Linked DNA regions of Sus scrofa: region 2 is linked to region 1. Evidence: chromatin contacts called from public Hi-C data. All regions are on one chromosome and are shown on one strand. Each heading gives the region's core, a stretch centred on a gene start, on an enhancer-like site or on the middle of the called end of the contact. The rest is flanking DNA. Distances are from core to core; before and after follow the strand shown. Region 1 holds the start of ADAMTS15 (A disintegrin and metalloproteinase with thrombospondin motifs 15). Region 2 has its middle 120 kb from the start of ADAMTS15.

Region 1 (7,446 bases), core at 1,936-4,435:
CCCTCTCAACGCCTAAGGGAAAGACAGCTTCTGAGAGCCACATTATGCCCACCAACCACCGCTTCCGACCCAAGTGGTCATACATCTGGTACCCACAGTGCATGGTCAAGATAGCCCCCTGGGGGCCCAGCACATTCCACCGACAAACAGAAGCTGTCACGCTGTTTGATGGCTTCTTCAAAAGGCAGATCCTTCTGATGGCGTCATCCATATTCCCAGCAGGACTCCTCTTCCTAGGGCTGGTTCCAAAAGTCAGCCTTGCCCCTAGGCATCAGAGACTGGGTTTTGTTACCTCAGACCAGGGAGTGACCCCACAGGCCATCCGAGGTGGCAGATGGGGCAGCAGCTGCTTTGCCCATTAAGAGAGCCTGTTCTCGGCCTTTGCTTTTTTTTCCCAGCCATCTGACTGCCGAGTTGGTCTGTGTGCAGAGGTTGAAGCCACCTCCTTTGTAGCTTCCCCATGACTCAAGCAGTGCTTGTAGGGGCGGGGCAGTGACAGCTCTACAGACCTCAGTTGGAAGAATGAGCATGCACGGAAACGTACTCAGGCCAAAGACCTCCCGAGAGGAGCCAGGTGGTGGGAGGAGAAGGCTGGGAAAGGAGGAAGTTCAGCTCCAGGAAGAGGCCAGCTGTGCCAAATGGGTTAATGTGGAAGACTGCAGCTCCAGCTCCATGTGCACCAGTCCATCTGGATACAGAGGAGGGTCAGGGCGCCACAGGTACCCAAGGATTCAGTGCCATCACCAGAATGCTGTGGTTCTGATGTTAACAAAATAAGAGCTTGGCACAGACCCAAGCCACAGCCCCCAAATCAGAAGAAGCAGGACACACAGATGCCCCTTTTCCTCCCAGCTCCTGTATCTGAGAAATTTCAGAACTCAAAAACACAGCACCCAATCACTCCAAGATCTACGAATCTAAACTTTCAATAGGGCTGTAGCAAAAGGCAGAGCTGCTTTTCTGATCTGTCTTTTTAATCCCAAGACTCAACATCTTTCCAGCCCTGCAGCTGGGATCTGCAGATGCTCTCCCCTGAACTCACTCCACTTCCATGCCGCCAGGGGCAGAATCTGGAGGCCTGCGGTCAAGTGCAGTCACAGGAGGTTTCAGCAAGTCTAAGTCGGGAGCAGCCCTGCCTGCTCTGCCACCAGGTAGTATACATCACCCTCGGCCAACAGGGATATGGGAAGATTGAAAGAGATGTTTTCAACTCAACTCCAAGGGAAGCTCTACTTGAAACTCCAAGCTTCAAACAGGTACACTAACATAGCGTGCCTGCTCTGAATGGACCAGAAGCCCCTCAAAGAGGAGACAAGCCCAGCACAGAGGGGTGTAGGAGAAGCGTCAAGGAAGAAGGGGATGCTCCCTGTACTGAGTGTGTCCTTTCACTGCAACCCACGAAAAATCCCAGATGAGTCCCACTATCCCAATTCGGGTTTCCCAGCACAGGACAGGGCCAGGATAACAACTGTTACTCATGAGAAAAGAAGCAGGCACTGAACTTCCAGTTTCATAAGCAGAAAAAGGAAGCCTCCGAAGAAGGTATCCGAAAAGACTTAGACGCCCCTCGCAGTAGGGGCGGACCTCTCCAACACCATCCTCAGAGCGCCTCCTATTTGTCTTGGAGACAAACTGCGGCTCCGGGGCGGCAACTTCCTGGGTTCCTGCCCCTCCGCGCCTGATCCTGGAGGCGTTCATTGGCCGGGCCGGGCCAACACCTTCCGAAGGAGCAGGCGTTCCTCTGCCCGCCCACGTGCATCCGGAAGATCCAAAGTGGCAGTCGGAAGAGATCAACGAAATTTAAACATTGCGCGGCACAAAGGGCATTTGGAGAGCTAAGGGCGGTGACCCCAATAGAATGGGGGCTATCTGGGTCCAAAGAGGTGACAGATCAACTCACCTGCCTGGTGAAGAGGATGGCGGTGTCCCAGTACTCAGGATGCTTGTCACTCACTTTGTTCAGCTTCTTCTGCCACGCGCAGAAGTTGCGCAGCGTCAAGGCCGCGTTGCCCGTGACCTTGGGCCCTGTGTCGCGGTCTCCAAGAAGCAGCACCTTGACCACGACGATGTTGATGGGGTTGAGGATGCTGGGATGGCGGTAGAGTCGCGCCGCCGTGGCCAACAGCGTCAGCAGATAATGCTCCAAGTCCGCGCCGTGGAACTTGACCATGGACTCGTCTGCCACCACCAGCGTCTCCACGTATCGCGGGATAGACACGAAGCGCTTGGCGCGCCCGGACCTGCGCCGGCTGCGATCTTCCCCTAAGCCTATCCGCGGAGGCTTGTAAGCGTCCAGGGCCCGCAGAATGGCGGGGTTCCAGCCTGAGGCCACCCCACAGCGAGAGGTAGGATCTCCAGGAGGCCCGCCGGGGGCGGCCCGGCGCTGGAGGAGGTGTGCGCCCTGACTGTTGCGCTGCGCCGTCGGCGCGCTGGCATTGGGCAACGGGCTAATGACATACTCAGCGCCTCGGTATCCGAAGGCTCCGCGTATCCCCCCGCACAGGCTCACAGCAGCAAAAGAGTCTGGCTCCGCGTTCACGTCTCCAGAGTAGAAACAACGTCGCAAGTCCGGGGAGCTCTCGATGAGTCCCTGGAGGGGGACGCCCAGATGCTCTGTGGCGAAAGCGGGTGCCAGGAACTGAGCATCTGGCGTCAGGTGTAGGTAGAAATCCTCCTGAAATGCTGTGATCTGAAAAATGAGTCCCTGATCCTCTGAGTCCTCGGGACCCCGCCGGTAATAGCGGCGGCCGTTGATATCCGGGTCCAGTCGGATGGGGACCACCACCTCCCGCTCTGGCTCTGAGCCGCCAGCCGGTGCCCCGGCGAGAGCCAGCGTTAAGATGCCCAGCAGAAGCATGGCGCCGGGCAGCGCAGAGCCGCGCTCTCGGAAGGGCTCGACTCGGCTCCCCGGCAGCCGGCACCGTCTTCCTGAAGCCCGCACGCCAGAACCACCGACTCCCGGGGCCGCCCGCAGCTCCCAGAAAGGAGAGCCCAGGGAGGGAGGATCCTCCCAGGGCAGTGAGCGCGCACCGGGCTGCCCGCGCCGCCTACCTGTGCCTTTCCAGGCAAAGCGCGCCCTGGGAGCTTAAGTACAATCGCTGTCAAGTGCAAAGACGAAGATTTGCAGCCGAGAACTAGAGGGAGGTGCCGGGCCGCTTCTCCGAACCGCAGCCACTCGCAGCGCCGCAAACCAGGCGCGGCGAGCCTATTAAAGGCCCCCTCCTCTTTGGACTGCCCAGTCAGCGCCCTCCCTCTCTCCCCTCCCAGCCTCCCAAAGCTTGCAGCCTCCTGGGGCCACCGAAGAACTCGGTCCCGCCTCCAGAGCTGAGAGCCACTTGGCGGGGAGGGAGTGGCGTTGAACTGAGGCGGGAGGCGTGGGCTGGCCGGAGAAACTAGCTCTGGAGTCTGGATTCACGTTGTGCTTTCAAGCTATGCCTCCTCCGCACCTCCCCTCCGCCCCATGCCCCACACATCAGCCGGGACCCACATCTGGCCGCTCCCTGGGCCTCAGCCTTTAGCTCAAGGCAGTAGGGCTCAGAAGTTGGAAATGAAGACTGCCATTGAACCCCCTTATCCCTTCTATTACAATATCCCTGCTCTTTCCTCATCGCAGTGTCCCCTAAAAGTCCCAGAACCAAGGACTCCCTGTAAATGTGCTCCTGCTGCCAGAAGGGCACATTGCTGGGCACATGGAGAGACCTTCTGGAAGGTACGGCTGCCCAGACCCACAGTCCGCCCTGGGGGCAAGGGTGTGCTGGATGGGCTGGTGCAAATGGTTAATTTTCAAGAACTTTGCCTGTCAGCTATTAAACACAGTCATTATTAAAATTTTTAATTATATGGATGTATAGTTATAACCTATGCTTAGTAATAAACTCCATCACTTCCTAATTATTTGAGCATAATTACCTGAGCTCTTACACCTTGGGAACCACTAGCCCTCCAGGACAGCGGCCAGCACCAGGAAGGAGAGCAGAGGTGCGGGAGTGGATGGTAGGATTGAGTGTGTGGCCTTCCCCATCTCCCAGGGCAGGGGCGGCAGGACAGGAGCTTGGAACAGGTCCTGTGGGAATGTTTATACCACTGACATGGGCAAACAGTGCCACTCAGGGCTTGGGGGGGGGACTGTGTCCAGCACTGACCATCAGTGCCTGGGGTGCTGTGGGGAAAGAGATGGTCTTCCCACCAGGGAGGGGCCGAAGCACTGTGGACAGTAAAAAAGTAATCATCCAGAAAAAATCCTTCCTCCCTGACATTCTTTCATTTGACCCTTGACCAAGTATATGGAGGACACTGGGGTGGGAGGCTGGGTGTGCATAGGTGGGACGAGACCATCAGGCCAAGGGTTCCCATTTCATCTGAGGGGGTCTGAAGAGCCCTGTTCCAGGCTCTGGACCTTGAGGTCCTCCCTAGCTCTCCATAAAAATCACCTTCTTGGAGTTCCCGTTGTGGCTCAGTGGTTAGCGAATCTGTCTAGGAACCATGAGGTTGCTGGTTCGATCCCTGGCCTTGCTCAGTGGGTTAAGCATCCGGCATTGCAGTGAGCTGTGGTGTAGGCTGCAGACGCGGCTCGGATCCCGCGTTGCCATGGTTCTGGCGTAGGCTGGCGGTACAGCTCCGATTGGACCTCTAGCCTGGGAATCTCCATGTGCCATGGGAGCAGCCCAAGAAATGGCAAAAAGACAAAAAAAATCACCTTCTTTCTTCTGACAAGGAAGAAGGCAAGTAAAGGGAGAAAGGCATTCCTGGTCTCTCCTGATACCTGGAAAATCTTTGCAGAACCAAAGTGCTCTGGGTTGAGTTGGCAAGAGGAGGGGCCAGGAGGGGAGAGAATGGGATGATTTGAAGCCTAAGAAGGGGGTAGTGGAAGAAGTTTGGAATTTGCTTAAGAAAGTGGCTGCTCCAGTCAACAATGCTGTTGTTGAAGGGAAGAGAAAGCTGGGGCTGATCCATCTCATCTCGAGAGCACATTCTGCCCATTATCCTCTCCCCATGAAGGATCCTATCTGGGAGAGCCCCCGGGGGCCTTGGAACAGGAAGAGTGCCCAGATGCCCGCGGCTCTCCTGGGGCCCCTCTTCAACTGAGAGGCATGGGGCTGAAATTCATTATGTGAATGAGTAAGAAATGGTGTTTATGCTCTAAATGAAAGGGGAAGTGTGCATATGGAGGGCTGTGAGAGAGAGCATTCACGTTTACAAAGGCTTTCTGTGTTTGAGTGTTTAAAGAGGGCCTATAATTAAAGAGAAACTCAGACAACCAAGGGCAATCATAAGTCACTTATTTAGGGCATGCAATTGTTTTCCTACACCCAGCAGTTTTAATGGGGAGTTACACGGTTTCTAATGACATTTTACTTTCACAGGGATCCACAGCGGCATTTGGTAAGGGCTGGGGCATGTCACTCACGATGGCAGGCCCAGGAGAAGAAGCACCTCCCTGCCTGTGTGCCTCACTTCCCCTCCCCCAATCACCCCAACTGTTCCTACCCCCCAGCACAGAAGCAGGCCACTTGACCTTTTTCAAAGGCACTCGCCTGCCTTCGCGCTCCTACTCTGTGCAAAGTACGGCTCCGGGGAGCTTTGTGTGTCTCACCTTATTTAACACTCACCTCTCTCCTCGGGAAGCTGCAGCTCTGTCCAGTCACTTTGCCAGGGATTCCTCAGCAGGAACTGAGGCCCTTGGGGAAATTCTGGGGTAGAGCAGAGAGAAGATTTGAGTAGAAGCTGGGAGGGCTCTGAGTGTGCCCTCCTTTCCAATCACTGATCTGATTCTCTCATTTTCTCATCTGCCAAAAGAAGAGGAATTACCCTCCGTCAGAGGTCTTGGGTCAGAAGGCTGCATCAGAAATCTCTGGGCTAGATAATATCTAAGATTACTTCCAGGTCAAATACAGCATAACTGTCTGTGGCCTGTGAAAGGCAACCGAGCATGATATTAAGAGCCTAGGCTCGGAGTTCTTATTGTGGCCCAGCGGAAATGAATCTGACTAGTATCCATGAGGACGTGGTTTCGATCCCTGGGCTCACTCAGTGGGTTAAGGATAGGGTGTTGCCATGAGCTGTGGTGTAGGTCACAGACATGGCTCAGATCCTACGTTACTGTGGCTGGGGCATGGGCTGGCAGCTGCAGCTCCAATTTGACCCCTAGCTTGGGAACTTCCATATGCCACAGTGCAGCCCTAAAAAGAAAAAAAAAAAAAAAAAAAAAAAAAAAGAACCAGGCGCAGGGGACCCAGATCTTCATCTTGACTCCAGCTGATCCTTGATGTGCAATTTTGGGTAAGTTACTGCACCTTCTCAAGCCTCAGCTTCTTCGTTATTAAGATCAGCATAATAATATTACCCATGTCCTAAACTTATTATAAGGATTAAAGAAGTGAATGCTTTAAAAAGTGCTCAGGAGTGTTTGGTAGGTTAAAAAAAAAAAATCTTTCTCAAATGTTACCTAGAACTGCTGGTCATATTCTTATTAGCTATTATTATTATTCCTACCAAGGCTTACTTGACACTCCAGGATGATTGCATCATCATCTTGAGACGGTTCTGGTGTTTCCAGTGGGAAAGGAGGAAAGCTGGTGGGGCAACTCTCTCCCAGCTCTGCTCAGGGGCTCCAATGTCACCCTGGTGGTCCTGCTTCCACATCAGGACACTGCATCAGGACTCTTGCTTCTCCCTGTCCTCAGGATCTTAAGATCTTAGGAAAATAGACAACAACTCTTCCTCCAAAGAAAGATTGGAGGCCTGGCCCAAGTTGTCAGATCTGAACACCTCAGCTTGGCTTTCTGCCCTCAACCACCAGACTGACCTCTTCCTGCCCTTCTGGTCTCGGCCCAAGGGCCACCCTTCAGAGAAGCGTCCCTAGGCCACCCAACTTAACAAACCCAAAGTTGAGATTATGAGTCTGTGTTTTACTTTCTCCCCTTCTCCTCCCCAGTTACCTGCATCTACACCTATTTTGCTCACCTAGATCTGTACTTCTTTATTGGCCGCCTGCCCCGCACCCTCCAGCTAGAATGTGGGACCTCCTCTGTCTCATGAACTGTTACCTCCCGGGGCCTGGCCCCATGCTTGGCAAATAGGAGCTCCCATGAATATGGAGTTGAGTGAGTGGATGGGCCTGACCCTAACCTCAGCCTGATCACTCTCAGTGGACGAGGCACTTCAGCTCTAAGGTGGAGGTATGGCTGTCTCCTAGGGGAACCTGGAATGCCTAATGTGGGGCTCCTATTATGAATACCCTCTGCCTCTCTGATGGAGAATTGGCCGAGGGACCTCATCCCCAAGCCCAGTACCCTCATTTCAGAGTTGAGGCCACTGAGGTGCAAAGAGAGAAAGTTCCCTGCCCAAGGCTGCCCAGAGAACTGCTTTGCTTATCTCATAGACGCATTCCTCTTGACCTCACTCTTGCTACATTAATTGGTTTGGCTCCTTCTGCTGCAAAGCTGT
Region 2 (7,446 bases), core at 3,240-5,739, 120 kb before region 1:
CAGGAGCAGTGGCAGAAAGTCTCTCCAACAACCAGAATGAGCAGGGCTCACTGGGCCCTTAACTGCGTATATGACTGACTCCACTAGGAGCCTCATCTATGAGAAATCGGTCTCAATTATCTTTCACACCTCTTCCAGCACTGAAATTCAATGTTTCTGCTCCTCATTTGGAGCCCTGGAGCCTTTTAATATCTTTTTTCCACTCCCCACCCCACCCCCCACTGGCCCACGCTCTCCTGCTTAAGACAAGAGCTGCCCCATCTTCCTGGCACTCTATGTAAACGTGCTCTGTGCTCTGTGCAAACGTATGTAGTACACGCTTCAGGGTGACTGACCTGCTAGCCCCGGACACAACCATGAAGAAACAGGAAATCTCTCTCTCAGGGAGCTCAATCCAATGAAAGATACAGGACCATTTGTGAGCAACCGACAGCTATTCTCGGTGCTATAAGGGAGGGCTAAAAAGGTCCAGAGGAAACAGGAAACGCCTCAGAGAGACTCAAAGGAATCAGAGGTGAAATAGGGTACAGTCAAGGTCTCAGCTGATAGGTGTGGTTCGGACGTGAGCAAAGCACGGTGGAGCAGAAGGGACAGTGAGAGCAAAGGTGTCACAAGTCCCAGGGATGTTCACGGAACGGTGATGCTGGATGAGGGCTGGGGACAGGATGAGGAGAATGAGGTTGGAAAGGCAAGCACGGTGGCGGCTGAGGGCCTTGAATACCAAGCTGGGAAGAAGAAAGCCTTTTCAAATGATAGCGATGGAGACTTTCTTGTTGCCTCCCTACGTGAAGGAACCTGCCCACCGCTCTTCCTATCTGCCTCCCAAGCGTAATCAGACCCCGAGCCATCACGTCCCAGGATGAACTGCACCCAGCTTTCCCGCCTTGCACTCGAGGTGGCCTCAACACCAAAGAGCGGCCGGGTCCAATCAGAATGTCACCCAACACATGCTTGTTTTTTCACATGAAACTCTAGGCCATGGAAAGGTGACACTCCAGCCCTGAATTCTTGGAGAAGGACAGGAGCCAATACCTCCCCCCAACAAGGGCAGTCACTGACTGAGAACAAAAACCTAACAGAACCACAGGGATCTGGGAGCAAGTGAGGGCTCTGGGCTAGACTCAGGGCATCCTGGACATGGGGTCCTGACTAGTTGGTCAGGCACACCACGTGTCAGAGACACAGCGCTAAGGCCATCTGAGGCTTCCTTGGCCCCTGCCCCACCCCAAGTGATGGGTTTCCTACGAAGCCAGCTCCAGCCCAGCCCGGGAGGAAGAACGGCAATGGGGCGGCTGGTCAGTTTCTTCTGCAGAGGCCTCTCCCACATGCACTGAGCAGTTATCTCTAAGAATGATTAGGAAATAAAACAGCTCCCTTTCCCATTAGCAGCAAACTGGCCCATTTGGGCCATGAGACACCCCAGAGCCAGGAACTCCAGGGCTCAGCTGACAGCTCAATTAGAGCAGATGGTCTCCCTGCCCTGCACCTTCTCTTTCTGTCTTTTATTGTTCTTGGCAGCAGAGCGGGGGCCAGGGAGGGGGGTGCTTGAGGTCGAACTTGTTGAAAGTGCAAGGGGGAGAAAATTGTTCTCATCTGAATAAATAGAGTCAGCTGTTGCCAGAAGGTGAAATCTACCCATGGTGAGTCCCGCTCACAAGCCAAGGCAGTACTGGGCTGAAATGGGCACTTGAACTTGGGCCAGAGCTATCTGGGTGATGCTGGGCACAGCTACCAAGGAGATGGACTGCCCCTAAGGGTGGTAAGATGGCAGGGGTAGGGAAGGTACAGGGAGGGAGAGCTTGGCCCACCCTTGGGTTGTGGGTGTTCAGCACACACCAGCCCTCCTCCCAGGTCAGCGAGGGAGGGGAGGGGGATGGTGGGCACCTGCCACCACAGAACCCAGCTCACAGGTGGTGTCTGACCCCTGAGCCCCGGGGCTTGTGGGTGGGATCCCTGGCTGCCTCATCTCTATCATTTCTGGGAAGACGCTGATGCAGCAAGCGGGTGCCCTGGGTACCCCCATGTGACCTGACGGCCTTCGAATACACCCCAGTGGCCGTGAGGTCACCCAACCCTACCAAGCAGCCTGCCTGCCCCAGAAACTCAGAAAACATTTCCATTCAGAGAGTTACAGCAAATGGGCTCCAGAGAAGGAAGCAAAAGGACAAAGGTGAGGGGAGGAATGAGGAAGGATGGGGAGTGAGTGAAAAAAGAAAAGAATGCACGCGGCACCCTTGGAAGAGCATTAGAAATGGACCAGAGGCTAAGTTCCTGTCCCCGTGCCTCCTTTTTTTTTTTTTTTCTGTCTTTTTAGAGCCACACCCATAGCATATGGAAGATCCCAGGCTAGGGGTCGAACTAGAGCTGTAGCTGCTGGCCTGCACCACAGCCACAGCCATGCGGGATCCAAGCCACATCTGCCACCTACACTACAACTCACGGCAACACCAGATCCTTAAGCCACTGGGCAAGGCTGGGGATTGAACACATGTCTTCATGGATCCTAGTTGGGTTTGTTACCACTAAGCCACGATGGGAACTCTACCTGCACCTTTTAACCAGCCCGGTCAATGACTTCTGGCAAGACCCTCACTCTCAGGTCCAAGAGGGAGGCTGGACCATGTTCCCTTCAGACTCTCAACTACTATGTAGTGAAAACAAAACCCAGGAACGGTGCCCCTTTCTCAGGACCTCCAACTCTCCCCAGGTCAGGAAAGAGAGCACCATCCTGACCCTAGTCTCTGGCATCTGCTCCCCGCACAACATCCTGGACTGCTCTGCTCCAGGGACTGAGAGAAAAGACTCCTCCTCTAAGAGATGGATATGCTGCCACACATGGCCAGCGGGATAAGCCAAATCACACGGAAAACGCTTTTGCTGCTCTAGTGGGAAAATGTGCAAAGAAATAAAGAGTCAGATGGCAGCGTTTCTGCTTCGAAGAGACAGGGAACAGCAAAGAGGGCAGACCAGTGACCAACAGCAGTAGAAGCATCCTTTGCCCTGAAGCATCTTCAGGGAGGAAAGGGGTCACCTGATAGAGCACCATTCATCCCATTTTTCCCAGCAGGGCCAGCTCTGTGCCATAATCACAACTCCTCACGTTTATGAGCCGTTTGATGCTTTCCAAGGCACAGCCCACACTGACTCTGCTCAATCCTCATTGCCTGCAAGGGAGGGAGATGACATCGGCATCTCCACGCAGAGGAGAAAACCAGGGCTTACAGGTGAAGGGATGTCTGGGCTTCCTCCACACTTGGGGTCACCACCACGAAGGTCATCTTTGGGAGAGGGTAGAGGACAGGCAAAAGCAGAGGAGGCAGTAGTTACAGCGCCAAGAATCAGGAAAGAAGCCTTGAGTGCCAGTTCATGTCTACGTTTCCTTCTTTCTTTTTTTGCTTTTTAGGGCTGCACCTGTGGCATATGGAAGTTCCCAGGCTAGGGGTCAAATCGGAGCTGCAGCTGGTGGTCTAGGCCACAGCAACACAAGATCTGAGCTGAGTTTGCAACCTATACAACAGCTCATGGCAACACTGATCCCCGACCCACTGAGTGAGACCAGGGATCGAACCCGCATCCTCGAGGATACTTACGGGAGTCATTTTCACTGTGCCACAATGGGAACTCCATGTCTCCATTTCTTAATATCTCCTGACATTTCAACGCACACAAGAAATGTCCGTGATCCCTTGCCAGGAGGTAACAAAAGCTGTAAGAAAACAGAAAATGTCACGGAATGATGAGAAGGGATCATCTAAACTAGCTGTCACTTTACTTTACAGCCCAGGGAAGTAAAGTGACTTGTCTAAGGTCACACAGCTAGCTAGTAACAAAGCCCAGGTTAGAATATGCTATGCCTGACTCCTGCCACACTGGGCAAGTTAGAATGGCCAGCCAATGGGAATGACCTGAGAAGGACCTGGGAAGTTCCAAAGGCAAGCAGTTCCCCTGGTCCCTTCTCCCCTCCTGTCTGGAGGTCACACCCCCAGGCCCATGTGCTCCACATCAAAGCTGGAGGCAGAGCCAGCAAGCCTTCCTCTCATATGGAATGATTCTGACATTCACTTCTGAGGCTCTAATTCCAGCTAGAAATGTGCTGCCAATCCAAACAGAACAGGCTAATCAGAAAGCTTGTGGTTTCCCCCCCTTGTTTACAGAGCTACACTCTGGAGGCCTGAGCCCATCTGACATAACCATGGAGCTGGAGCTGGGTGACAGCCTCCCTCAGAGCTGTGAGGGAGTCCCCTATGAACTGTAAAGAGCCCCCTGTCCCTCTGGGGCATTCTGAGTTCCCCCCTTCACTCAGCGATCACTTGGGTCCACTGTTTGTCAGGCTTGGTGCAAGGACCCAGAGCCACAAATGTGGGTGATACAGAAAACCACCTTCTATGAGTCTTTTTTCTGTCTGAGAGGCAAATAACATCTACATCTTCTGGGCAAATTCTCTGAGTTGAAGAAAATCAGCCTCAGGATTACAAAACCCCAAGCAATGGCATTCCAGCCTGGCTGGTCAGAGTGCCCTGGCATCTCCAACTCAGAGACCTGAGGCTGTAAACATGTAAGGACAGGGATTTAGTCCACTTATCTGGGGGATAATTTATGGAGAAGCTAGGTCCCAAACAGATCTTGAGAGAGAAAGAGGATTTGGGAAAGACAGAGGGAGGGGGAAGGAAGCTAGCACGTGGATGCTCACTGAGTCTCCGCTAGAGTCAGTGGGCTGTTACCTCAAACAACATCTGTCATCTCAATAATCGGGTGAAGGGACCATCATGGCTCCATTTCATATGTGAGGAAACTGAGGCTCAGAAGGATTACATCTAGCCGTGATCACATTCAGTTCCAGGTTCGTACCACTCCAAAGCTCATGCTCTCTTCACTGCGCTATGCCCAGGGAAGAGCTAAGAGGAGGCTCTGGTGCTGATTACTGAAAAACTACAAAAAAAAAGCAAAAGACAGCCTAGTTACAGAACCTGCCAAAAGGTTTGCAGTTTAAAAAAGTCATTCGTTCATAGCACTTTTTAGTAATTATAAAGCCATGCTTGACTTATCAACATTATCACCATCACCATCACCCTCACCACCCTCCAAATCATCATCCTCTCCACCACCACCATCCTCTCCACCACCACCATCCTCACCATCACCATTCTGATGAGACTGTGTAATGAATAACCACATACTAGATACTAAGTTCATAGTTCCATTTAATTCTCCCAGTAATGAGTTTAATTGCACAATTATTGCCACCACATTACAGATGAGAAAACTGACGCATGGGGGAAAAGTCATTGAAATCACACAACTATTAAGTAGCAGAGATGCCAGCCCAGGCAATCTGACTCCAGCTCCCATGGCCTCAACCACACTGGTTATTCTTTGAGATGCTACCTGCAAAGTTGAGGGTGCCCTAGCAGATGTCACAGAGACAGGATGCAAGGCAAAATGTACAAGCAGGAACACCATTGATTTGACAGGCCCACATAATGTCTTAAAGCGGTCCTTGTGGAAAAGAGGCCACTCTACAGGGACAGCAGTCTGAGATGATTTATGGAGAAAATGGCCTTTCAGAAGCTGCAGGAGTACAGAAGGACAATGCCCCATAGGTGGGGGGAATCCAGGCACACAGGTCCGAGGGGTAGCCAAGGGACAAGATGCAAAACCTCAAGTCCACAGCTCCTTTAGATGCAGCCCTGGCCCAAGTGGGATCCACCCCACACCTCCCAAACACCCCAAAGACAGCTGAGTCCCTACAGAGTTTCTCTGTCCCTACCACGTGACAGATGCCAGACGCCATATCCTTTGCAGAAGGAAATGTATCTTGGAACACGATCTCGTTACAGTACACGCTGCTGCTTTTACAGGTTGTGAGAGGAGCCCCACAGACCTTGTTTCCCCCCCGCCGCCCCCCGACCCCATCCATTCCCAGTCCTCTGCTCCTCCATAAATCACCAGCCCAACAGAGCCAAGTCCTACTTCCCACTTCTTAAGTCTGAGGGCATTTCTTCCTGCTGATAAACTGGATTTAGACAGCTCTGCAAACCCCTGACTGTGGCCAAGATTATGAAGGTGAAATACTCACAGAGCCCTGTCCTGTCAAGGAGAAGAATGTACAGTATGGATGCAAACTGGCCCATTTCCCACCCGTTTCTGTCCAAGGGAGAATTACTTTTGTCAGGGACTGGAGCTGTGCTCAGGGCTTGGCTAGAGATATAAATCAGGATTATTACATCGGTGCTTCCCACCAACTCCCGGCAAAGGAAGGCGGCCCTGCAGGCCTCCATCACAGCATAGGGCTTCACCAAAACAAGTAAGACCCTGGGACCAACCCCAACCTCAGGCCTGGCCAGCACACTACCAGAGGAAGACTGAAAAATGGCCATGCTCTTCACCAATTCTGCAAAGACTCTGCGGCTGCATGGCAACCCTCATGCCCAGGGGTCATGGTCCAGAGCCTAGGCCACCTGCAGCTCCTGCCATTCCTTCCTTCCTTCCTTTTCTTTCCTTCTTCCTTTCTTCTTTCCTTCCTTCCTCCCTTTCTTTCTTTGCTTCTTTCTTTTTCTTTTGCAGGATCCTGGCCAAATCTTGCTATGGAGTCTGTGTCAGACTCAGGAAATGGTGCTCATCCATGGAATGTGCAAGATTGAAAAACAAAACTGTGATTCATGGAGGCAGAAGTGGGAACAAGGCTGTTAACACCTTCCTTTCCTCGGAAGCCATCCAGATACCCGGCAGAGCTGGGGCCCAAGCACAGAGGTCTGCCTGATGCCACTTTGAGGCCCATGGGGTTAGAAAGAAGCAAAGGGAGCGCAGGGCTCTGACTCCCAAGCCCACACACCCCAGAGGCTATGCTTGGAGAAGGTTCCCCACTCAAACACTGCTCTGCTGCCCCACAGTTTTCTCTTGAGCAGGGCAGGTGCCCACGACCGATGGATGGCAGGCCAGGAGGAGCTGCCTGCCTCCCAAGTCATGCATACCTACCTTGGCATCCCTTCCATATCCATCCTCATGGCAGGGCCAGCATCACAGAAGATGAGAGAAGTACCTGCTCGCAGAGTAAGATGCAGGCAATTCCACCTGACCCCGAGCCACTGTCAGGCCAAGCGAGAGGAAGGGGGGCACTGTAGGGTTGTGCATGGGCTTTGTAGCCCAGCCAGCATGGAGTCCAATCCCCCCTCTGCCCATTACTAGCTGTGGGGCCTCTTGTCAGTTACCTGCCCTCCTTGGGGTTCAGTCCCCTCAGCTGGATAACAGGGACAGGCTGCTCCCAGGAAGATAAGCAGGTGCCCCTGGAGGGGAACACCAGCCCCTACCCCCATCCTCACCCAGGACCCTGCTTGGCTGGCGGATTTGCTGACCATCCCGGTCTTTGGTTTTGCTTCCTCCTTGTAAGGCTTGGATGGCGTCACTCCCTAAAACCCTGCTCCCAAAGATAATGCAGACTCGGCCTGG

The links. A called contact is a pair of places that touch in the nucleus more often than the background predicts.
Region 2: a Hi-C map of embryonic fibroblasts shows a contact between it and region 1, with 2.4 times the contacts expected there. The contact joins the enhancer-like site here to the promoter of ADAMTS15 in region 1. A contact is called at or near these places in 4 of 47 Hi-C or Micro-C datasets (embryonic fibroblasts, fibroblasts, heart right ventricle and 1 more) and 1 of 2 datasets of contacts at active chromatin or transcription factors (skeletal muscle).

What each region holds. Positions count from the first base shown.
Region 1 is chr9:57,123,266-57,130,711 of Sscrofa11.1, reverse strand. ADAMTS15 (A disintegrin and metalloproteinase with thrombospondin motifs 15) reads right to left here and starts at 3,185. Exons shown (of 8, transcript XM_003130081.4): 1 at 1,901-3,185. The coding sequence starts at 2,857.
Region 2 is chr9:57,248,479-57,255,924 of Sscrofa11.1, reverse strand. No RefSeq gene overlaps it. Among named protein-coding and RNA genes, the nearest start is that of ADAMTS15, 120 kb to the right of the region's middle. Within about 2 kb of position 4,489, at least 8 of the 83 cell types and tissues checked have an H3K27ac peak or open chromatin away from gene starts, as enhancers often do. A contact at or near this core is called in embryonic fibroblasts, where this site is marked.